Regions from separate parts of the Pan troglodytes genome. Here regions 1 and 3 are each linked to region 2. A link is a contact called in public Hi-C and HiChIP or PLAC-seq data. All regions are on one chromosome and are shown on one strand. The core of a region is the stretch at or near the end of the contact, and the rest is flanking DNA. Distances in the headings are between cores, read along the strand shown. Region 1 holds the start of SPDL1 (spindle apparatus coiled-coil protein 1). Region 2 holds the start of SLIT3 (slit guidance ligand 3). Region 3 overlaps SLIT3 (slit guidance ligand 3).

Region 1 (2,700 bases), core at 117-2,616, 280 kb after region 2:
TGATTGGCCTAAGCTAGAACAATCTTTTCCTGGCCCCTGAGTTAAGGAATCTTTGTTCAGTGATAGGGAAAACGGTATTTGTTTCATTTATCCAAGAACATAGGTGTGATTACAAAAGAATGAGCATCTGGTTCATTGGAGTCCCAGATAAATCTGTGAGACTACACTGTGAGCAATTTGTTGCCAATCTTAAAGCTCAGATCAACCCTTTGAGTCTGGCTTAGCTCAGGCAGAAATTGTAGTCTGCAAAAGAAACTGAGAAGAAGAGGGCAAGGAGAGTGTGGCATCCCAAGACATAAAGACTCAAATCAACGAGAGCAAGCAACTCTGTCAAATTTCACCAGAAGTGAGGACTAAATATTGACTACCGAATTTTGCAAGGTAGGAATCACTGGTAAACCTAACAAGAGCCACTTCATAGTATTGGTTGGGACCAAATCCTGGTTAAAGTGGGAAAAACAAACAAAAGAACAAAAGGTAAGAAAACGGAGATAATGGATGTAAAGATTTTTTTTCCCCAGAAATTTTGTTATAAAGAGATGAAAACAAATGCGGTGGTTGCTGATTGGTGTCAAGGAGGATTTTTTAAAAAATGAAATCGTGAAATGATTTTATGGCAATCACTGCAGCATGTTTATGAGCTGATAGGGAAGATCCAATAGAGAAGAAAAAACTGAAGATGCAAAAAAGAGCAGTTAGAGCCAAGTTCTCAAATAGGCAAGAAAAGATGGGCTCGAAAGAACGACATGATTCATGTAACAGTTACTAGGACTCATCAGTGCTCATTAAATGTTAGCTATTATTATTTCTGATCGCTTGAATTTTTGAATAGGCATCAGGTTTACAAAATATTATTATTAAAAACACATGCAAACAGCTTGGACTCTAAGTCAGACTGCATTCAATTCTAGTTCTACCACTTGGACAAGGCACTTTTTTTCTTCGGGCTTTTTCTCTGTGGAAAACGAGGAGTAATATCTGCCTCATAAGGCTGCGGGCTTAACTGAGATAATCTGTAAACTTTAGCACATGGTGGGAACTTAATATTAACGCCAGTATTACCACTGGTAGGGTGCATGAGATCGCACGATGGTGCCAAAGGTGTCTCTCCACCGCCCAGCCCAGCGACACTGTTCCCCTAGAAGGCATTGTCGTAAAAACAAAACAAAAAAAAACGAACAAACAAAACACCAAAACACGGAAACTAAAAGCAAATACTTAGAAGACATGCAGGAAACCAGCCCAAGGAAAAATTTATGTGAAGGAGCCACGTCTGCGCCTGCGCCTGCGCCAGGCCCACGGCGCGCCACTTGCACATGCGCAGTACCTGTAGGAGGGGGCGGGCGCTCCATTGGGCGTTTCTCTTAGTTTTTCCTTTACGCGCGGCTTGGGCGGACGTCTCGTGAGACGTGGGACTTCTCGCGGGAACTGCATTCAAAAAGCCCAGGCGCTTACTCGAGAGCTAGCCGAGTGAATGGGTGGTGACTGTGGAGTTGGCGTCCTCAATGTGGACGACCTGAGCTCCCATTAGGAGCCGCTGGCTGCGGCAGCAGGGGACCAGCGTGAGAGGTAGGGGCAAGGGGCCTGGTGGGAGGTGGGTGTGGAGAGCGGCAGTGGAGAGAGTCGAACAGGCCCTAAAGAAAGCTAGGGGCCGGGGTCTCGGCCGAGGCCTTTAGCTGAAACATCTCCTTCCCCGGAACCCTGGGGTCTTATACACTGGGTTCCGAGCCGGTCTTATCTTCCGTGGGACCGCCTCGCCGCCCTCAGGGATTCTGGACAAACATGGAAGGCTGGGTCGGTTGCCGGGTCCTCAAAATGATAACCGCCACTGGATCTGCGCTGTGCGGTACGGTAGCCTCTAGCCCGAACTGAGAAATGGTGCAGATGGGAGATACACACTGGGTTTCAGAGATAGCGCATAAGGAGTAATATCTCATTAATAATTTTTATAATGATTACATGTTGAAATGATAATGTTTTGAGTGTATTTGTTTAAGTATGTAAATTAATTTTTCATCTTTGTTTACTTTTTAAAACATGATGGCTCCTAGAACATTTAAAATCACGTACATGACTCCCGTTATATTTCTGCTGGACAGCACTGCCCCAGCCGTGTGTCAGATTCTACCCTAATTGCTTTTCATTCGTTATCTCATTTAATCCTTTCAGTAACCGATTAGGTGGGTGTTATTGTGCTTGTTTTTATAGATGATTAAACAAGAAATTAAATAACTTGTCCAAGTTCATGCAGCCAGTGAGTAGTGGAGGCGGGGTAAGAACTCAGGTAGTTTGATTCCCAGAGTTTCCTGTGTCCCAAATGCTTTGTGTGTGCTATATTTTTGAGAAGCAGGACAGGAAAAATGGTTGCAGCACCAGAGTTTCTAGGTAGATTCTAGTTCCCATCACACTTCGCGTCTTAACTTGCGGGTAACCCTAAGCAAGTTACCTAAAACTTTCTATGCCTCAGCTTGCATGTGTCAAATGAGGGAAATACCTTCAACCTCTTGAAGTTGTTGAGAAGATTGAATAAGAATGTGTATAAAGCACCAAGCACAATGTCTGTCACACATTAGTAGTTTTTAATCAACCACGGCTCTCTTTGTAGATTGATAGGTTAACTCTTTCTCATCCATTAGACCTCTGCTGAAAAGTTACTTCCTCTGGAAAATTTTTTTGTCCATGTTCCCTTATACGCGCTGT
Region 2 (2,700 bases), core at 155-2,654:
CTGGGTTCCCAGTAAGGCTCCCACCCACTCCAGCGTTTCTCCCCCACTCCCTTACCCCACCCCAACTGCGGACTAAGAGGAGCCCACCCCGGAGTCCAAGTTTTGAATCTGGTCCGAGGATCAAAATGATAAATGTTTCCAAAACGTTGACATATGAAAAGTAAATATTTGGTTGCACAATTGGGGCTAAAACTAGGGTCAATCCACCCCATTCTCCAAGCGCCTCTCCATTCGCTGCCAAGCCCAAGATCTGAGGCTGAGTGCGGTTTGTAAGATTATAACGCTCGGTCTCATTTGAAGGGCTGTCAGCATTTCCATTCTCCGGCCCCTTCGTTCGGGGAGGCATTTATAACCGAGCCATAAAAAATTCACCCGGGGCTGCAACTTGGCATCTCCCAGACTGCGCTCCAGGCAGAGCGGTTTTTGCGAGCACCCACTCTGAATCTGTCCAGTTCCTCAGAAGTTAAACCTTCACCCACACTCTCAACTTTCCTTGCAAGGGCAGCCAGAGAGCGGCTGGCCCATTCTGATCTCCAAGCAGGTCAACAGTCTCGGGCCCTCTCTCCCGCCTCCGCGCCTTGACGGCCCATCATCCTATAGCTTTCTCCTTCGCCCGCCCCCCTTTTTAACGAGCGCAGACCCCTGACCCTCACCCTAAGACCTTGAGGCTGCAGTGCTCTTGCCTCCCCTCGCCTCTCCTCAGCTACTCCTTGGAAGCTGTCAGCGGGCCCTGCGCCTGGAACCCTCACCCCTGGAGAGGCACTGCTCTTTGCCCATCGCTGGGGGTTTCGAGACCTCTCTTTCCAGATCTGACCAAGCCTACAGACCCCCAGCTCGGAGAGTGAGGGATCGTATCCAGGAAGGGATGAGAATAGAGACTGCATCCAGGGAGGCCGAGGGGAAAGGACGGATCTGGCGCCTGGGGCCCCCTCGGTGGGACCCAGGTGGGTGGCCCGCGTGGGGTGGGGCAGGGGTACTCACAGGCGCTCAGCGTTGCGGGGGATGCCCCGAGGAACCGCGCGGAGGCCCAGCCCGTGGCAGTCCACGCTGGCAGCGGAGCAGGTACACTTGGTGGGGCAGGCGACGGCTGGGGGCCCACTCAGGACGCTCGCCAGCGCCAAGGCCAGCGCCAGGCGGGCGCGCACGGCGGCGCCGACCCCTGCCCACCCGGGGGCCATGGTGTGCAGGGCCCCGCTCCTGGAGGAGGCTGCCTCTGCGGGGCAAGACGCGTGGAGCCCGAGGAGGCGCGCGGGGAGCGCGGGCGGCCTGGGGAGCGGGCGGCGGAGTTAGCGCGGAGGAGGGGCGAGCTCGGCGCTCAGGCGCACGGGGCGCGGGCGGAGCGGGGCGCGCCGGGCGGCGGCGGCGGCAGCGGCAGCAACAGCAGCTCCATCGGCGGGGCCGGCGCTGCCCCGCTGCGCATCGCTGGGAGTGCCCAGGTGCGGAGCGCCCCCTGGCCCCGCTGGCCCGCGGGCCGGGTTGGGGACCTGGGGCGAGCGCAATGGGGCGTGGCGCCCGGGGAGGTCCGGCTTGGGGCTGGGCTGGGGAGCGCGGCGGCTGCGGCTGGGGCACCGGGCGGCCGGGTGAGCTGGCCGGCGCTCGCTCTCTCCATTCACTGAGCACGGCAGACACCGGAGACGCGGGGCCCACCCCTCCGGCCCCCCCCCCCTACCAAGAAACGCCAACTCCGCCTCCCATTGGCTGCGCCGCGCGTCATGTCGACTAAGTTGGGAACTTTGCTGGAGCGACCGAGAGCCTGGAGGGAGGAGGCAGTAGAGGAGGGAGAGAGAAGGAACCAGGGAAGGAAAGGGGCTCGGCCAGCAGGGCCCCGGGAAAGAAACACTGAAACTCATTCACTGTTAAGAGCCAGGGACGGATAAGGCTCCTGACACTTTTTTTTTTTTTAATTTTTGCACTGAGCTGAGCACTCTACTCATATTCTTTACTTAAGTCCACGATCTTCCAAGGGGTCGTCTGAAAACAGCTCAGAGAAGTGAAGCGACTTGCTGGAGGTCGCACAGCTGCTAGGGACGCCAAACCATGGCAGTGTCGCCCACGAAGCCGCTTCCCTACCGCACCTAGTACTCATGGCAGAGATCCACAATTTTGCCTGAAGAGCCTTGGTTGACACCAATGTACTCCACAGCTACACACACACACACACCGTGGTCCATGTTGTTGAGGTCACTGCTGGCAAACCTTACCCGGAAACTTGCCCTGCTTTGCCCAGACCCAGCGCTTGGTGGACTGGTAAAAGTAGTGATGGCAGCGACTTGGACCCCTGGATTGACAATGCCTTGTTCCATCCTCGGGTTTCTGCTTCCTGACTGGGTGACTCTGGGCCAATCGTGTCATCTCTGAGCCTTCGTTTTCTCAAATCAGGGGCCACAGTCCTACCTGGCCTCACCTCCCTGGGTTGTTTGGAGCATCACAGAAGAGAACGTGTTTTTGCAAAAGTCATTCGCGGACGAGGCATCCCTTCTGTCCCCAGCGCCTCCTTTCTTCCGGCGCCCGCTTTAAATTGGCTACGTCTGAGCTTTTCCAGATGCCAGTGGGGAGGGGCGTGTGCGTTAGAGGCTCCATAAATACTCGTAGGAATGATTTTGTTTGTTTGTTTGAAAGGAAAGGGCAGGAACTGGAGGAAGTATTGCCCGGATTTCCTTGAGGTCCCCTCACACTGAGAAGGCCTGAATGAGCCCTGCA
Region 3 (2,911 bases), core at 197-2,696, 310 kb before region 2:
TTGAATGCTAAACGTTTGTTTGTTTGAAGTGATTCAGATCCCGTGAGATCTTCTCAATTCTATTTCACTTTCACATGGCGGGCTTCACCTCTCAACTCTACCTTTCATGACCACCTCACAGCCTTAAAAGCATTCTCTCAAACTTGATGAGAATAAAAAAATTTAAAACAATTATCTCCCTGCCCCAGCCCAGTGTCAAAACAGCATCATTGTAAAGGGAGAGTGAAGGGGACCCAGACAGGTTATTTATTTTTGGCCTGTAAATAGAATTATAGGTTGAATAGAGCCTCTACATCAGCCAGGGGTCTTCAAACTCTTTTTAAAAGCAGGGGAACCTTCTGTCGAATGGAGTTGTGTGCAGGTACAGGGACCTCGGGCAGGTCCTGTCCCTCTTGGGTGGGTTAGTAATGTCCCTCAGCTGACTGCTGGGTCAGTCTGCAAGAACACGCTCCAGGGAGGTCTTAGAGAAAAACAAAACCCAATAACGTTATGTTGTCCTTGAAGAATGCTACACGAGAGCTGCCACGAGTAACAGCAGCTATCATTTATTGCCTGTTTGCCAAGTGCCAGACCCTGCACTAAGCACTTGTTTGCATTTGCTGCTTTCATTGGGCCACTGTCACCTTGTGGGATGGGAATGGTCATCTTCATTCTGTGAACGGGGAAAGTGAAGGTCAGAAAGGTAAAGGAATTTATCTGACATCACACAGCTAGCAACTGGCACTGCTGGGAGGTGCTCTTATTAGATACTATACTAGAAGCACTTGCTTCCCATCAAGAATATCTAACTGTAGTAACTCATAATAGCTAATGTTTTGGGGAGTGGTTATGATGTGCCAAGGACTCTGAACTGGGGGGTTTCATAAAGATTGTCTCTTTTTTTGTCCTTCCAAAAACCTTATCAAGCAAATTGTAGTTGTAATCCCATTTTTGAGCTAAGAACACTGAGGCTCAGAGGCCTCCAAAGGAGGAAGTGGGAGGAATAGAGTCTGAATCGCTCCAAGGCCTCAGCTCTCACCAGCATGGGGCAGTCACCTGCCTGGCTGGGAAGCAGGTGGAGAGCCTACAGCCCCAGGCTTGGGAGGGGACACGGGAGCCCCAGGTGCTGTGTGGGCCACAGCCCTCTAGAAGCTGGGCTGGGTCACAGGCATCACAAACAGTGGCTTCCCATGTTGGCCTCCCCACTGCCCCCACCACCCCCAGCAGCAAACCTGTAGGCAGGAGTGGGGAAATGCCAGCCTGGGGAATGCAGTGCCCTGGGGATCTATCAGGGAGGACGAGGGAAAGCCTCCCCCTTCTCTCAGAGGTTTTGCTCAGGATCCCCAGGAAAATTCTTTCAGTCATTCTAGCTGGCAATTGTTTTCAAAGGCCTACCCCAGAGACTGGAGAGGAGAAAGTGCCTGTCTCAGAATGGCCACCCTGGCTTGTCCATTACCATACAGAAAAACAGCGCAGACTCCACGTTCGCCTCTAACCCACACATTTCCCTTTTGACGCCCAATTCCCATCAGTCTCTGACCCAAGAGCCTGGGGTGGGGAGCTGGGGTGGGGGCAACGGCAGACCCTTTCAGGGCCGGAGAGGCCCCCTGACTGGCAGGCACTGATTTTTTAATTTAAAAAGCAAAGTAAACAGCAATATAAAAGGGCCCATATAAGAACTCAGTGTGTAAGTGGGACCTGCCTCAGGCAAATTTTTCTAATTTTCCTGAAAACAAGCATTTTTACCCTTTGGCCCAAAGCCATTGCCTTTGCCATTGGACTTGGCCCCTGCCCCACCCCCTCTCCTGAGCCACCCTTCTGTGTTTGAGAAGCTGCCCCTGGCAGAAAAGAGAATGACCTCCTGCGTTTTAGTCAGACACTTCATACGGGCTGGTGAAGGTTTTTTGAGATTGCTCACACCCCCAGCCAAGGAGTCTGTGGAAATCCTTCACAAAGTACAAGGCAGCCTTATGAATGGGGAGTGAGGAGCTTAATGACAGACGCAAGGACCCTCAACTACATCTGAAGGAGGAGAAAGAATTATGATGACCGAATCCTGTAGAATTCTGCTGAGGTTTACTTTTACTTTATGCGAGGGCTAATTAAGCTGGATTTATAAATAGGTTATTTATTTTTGTCTTGTAAATAGAATTATAGATTGAATAGAGCCTTTACCTCGGCCAAGGGTCTTCAAACTCTTTTTAAAAGCAGGGGAACCTTCTGTTGAATGGAGTTGTGTGCAGAACCATAGCATAAAAATGGAAGCAAAAGTTCTCCGGTCAGGTTGGAAAGGAAGGCCTGGGGTCCTGCTCAGGCCTGGAGGGCACCCATTTCCAGCGGCCATCTGTCCCCCTGCCCCAGTCCCTGATGTGTTCTGTGGAACCTCAGGGTTCCAAGGGACAGAGTCTGAAAGACATTGCTCTAAATGAATCTGTGCTGCATGGAATGTATTTTCCAGTCGCTGCCTCCAGGATTACTGAACACGGAGGGGGCACTGTGGTCTCAAATCCCAGGAGCATTAGCATTTCCGTTTTCATGTAGGTTGACACAGTGTTCCCTTGTACTAGAAAATGCCAGTGGGTGTTAGCAAAGGCCCTTTACACGCAGAACAATGAGCCCAGAGCGAGGCACGAGCTTCAAAGCCCTCTCTTCATTGGAAAGGGTGACGCGGCGCAAGATTTACCCCTGAACCTCTCTGGGAGTGTGAGCTTCATGGGCCTCAGTAGGTAGGTGTTTGGGTCGGCTCTTTTCAGTCCCCAAATGAAAATATCCTATGGGCTTATCTGAAGCCTCAGGTCTGACATTTAGAGGTGTGTCTTCCTTCCCAAACTGAAAACACACATTTCCTCTCCTTCTCCTAAGAGACTGAGGAATCCCGAGATGTCAGCCAAGCGCAGAACAGCCAGGTGCTCGAGGCGCTGCTGACAGGCTG

The links. Hi-C and Micro-C count contacts between places; a contact is called where the count stands out from the background. HiChIP or PLAC-seq counts read pairs in DNA pulled down with a chosen protein or histone mark.
Region 1: a contact with region 2 is called in an H3K4me3 HiChIP or PLAC-seq map of stem cell-derived excitatory neurons, with 2.6 times the contacts expected there. The contact joins the promoter of SPDL1 here to the promoter of SLIT3 in region 2. A contact is called at or near these places in 1 of 1 datasets of contacts at active chromatin or transcription factors (stem cell-derived excitatory neurons) and 1 of 1 other capture datasets (stem cell-derived neural stem cells).
Region 3: a contact with region 2 is called in a Hi-C map of stem cell-derived neural progenitor cells, with 5 times the contacts expected there. The contact joins the enhancer-like site here to the promoter of SLIT3 in region 2. A contact is called at or near these places in 3 of 7 Hi-C or Micro-C datasets (induced pluripotent stem cells and stem cell-derived neural progenitor cells), 1 of 1 datasets of contacts at active chromatin or transcription factors (stem cell-derived excitatory neurons) and 1 of 1 other capture datasets (stem cell-derived neural stem cells).

Annotation. Positions count from the first base shown.
Region 1 is chr4:167,257,039-167,259,738 of NHGRI_mPanTro3-v2.0_pri, forward strand. SPDL1 (spindle apparatus coiled-coil protein 1) reads left to right here and starts at 1,367. Exons shown (of 12, transcript NM_001280345.1): 1 at 1,367-1,569.
Region 2 is chr4:166,973,891-166,976,590 of NHGRI_mPanTro3-v2.0_pri, forward strand. SLIT3 (slit guidance ligand 3) reads right to left here and starts at 1,405. Exons shown (of 36, transcript XM_016954159.4): 1 at 982-1,405. The coding sequence starts at 1,178.
Region 3 is chr4:166,663,260-166,666,170 of NHGRI_mPanTro3-v2.0_pri, forward strand. The region is part of intron 4 of SLIT3 (slit guidance ligand 3); the gene reads right to left. Among named protein-coding and RNA genes, the nearest start is that of MIR218-2, 220 kb to the left of the region's middle. Within about 2 kb of position 1,447, at least 5 of the 24 cell types and tissues checked have an H3K27ac peak or open chromatin away from gene starts, as enhancers often do. A contact at or near this core is called in stem cell-derived neural progenitor cells and stem cell-derived neural stem cells, where this site is marked.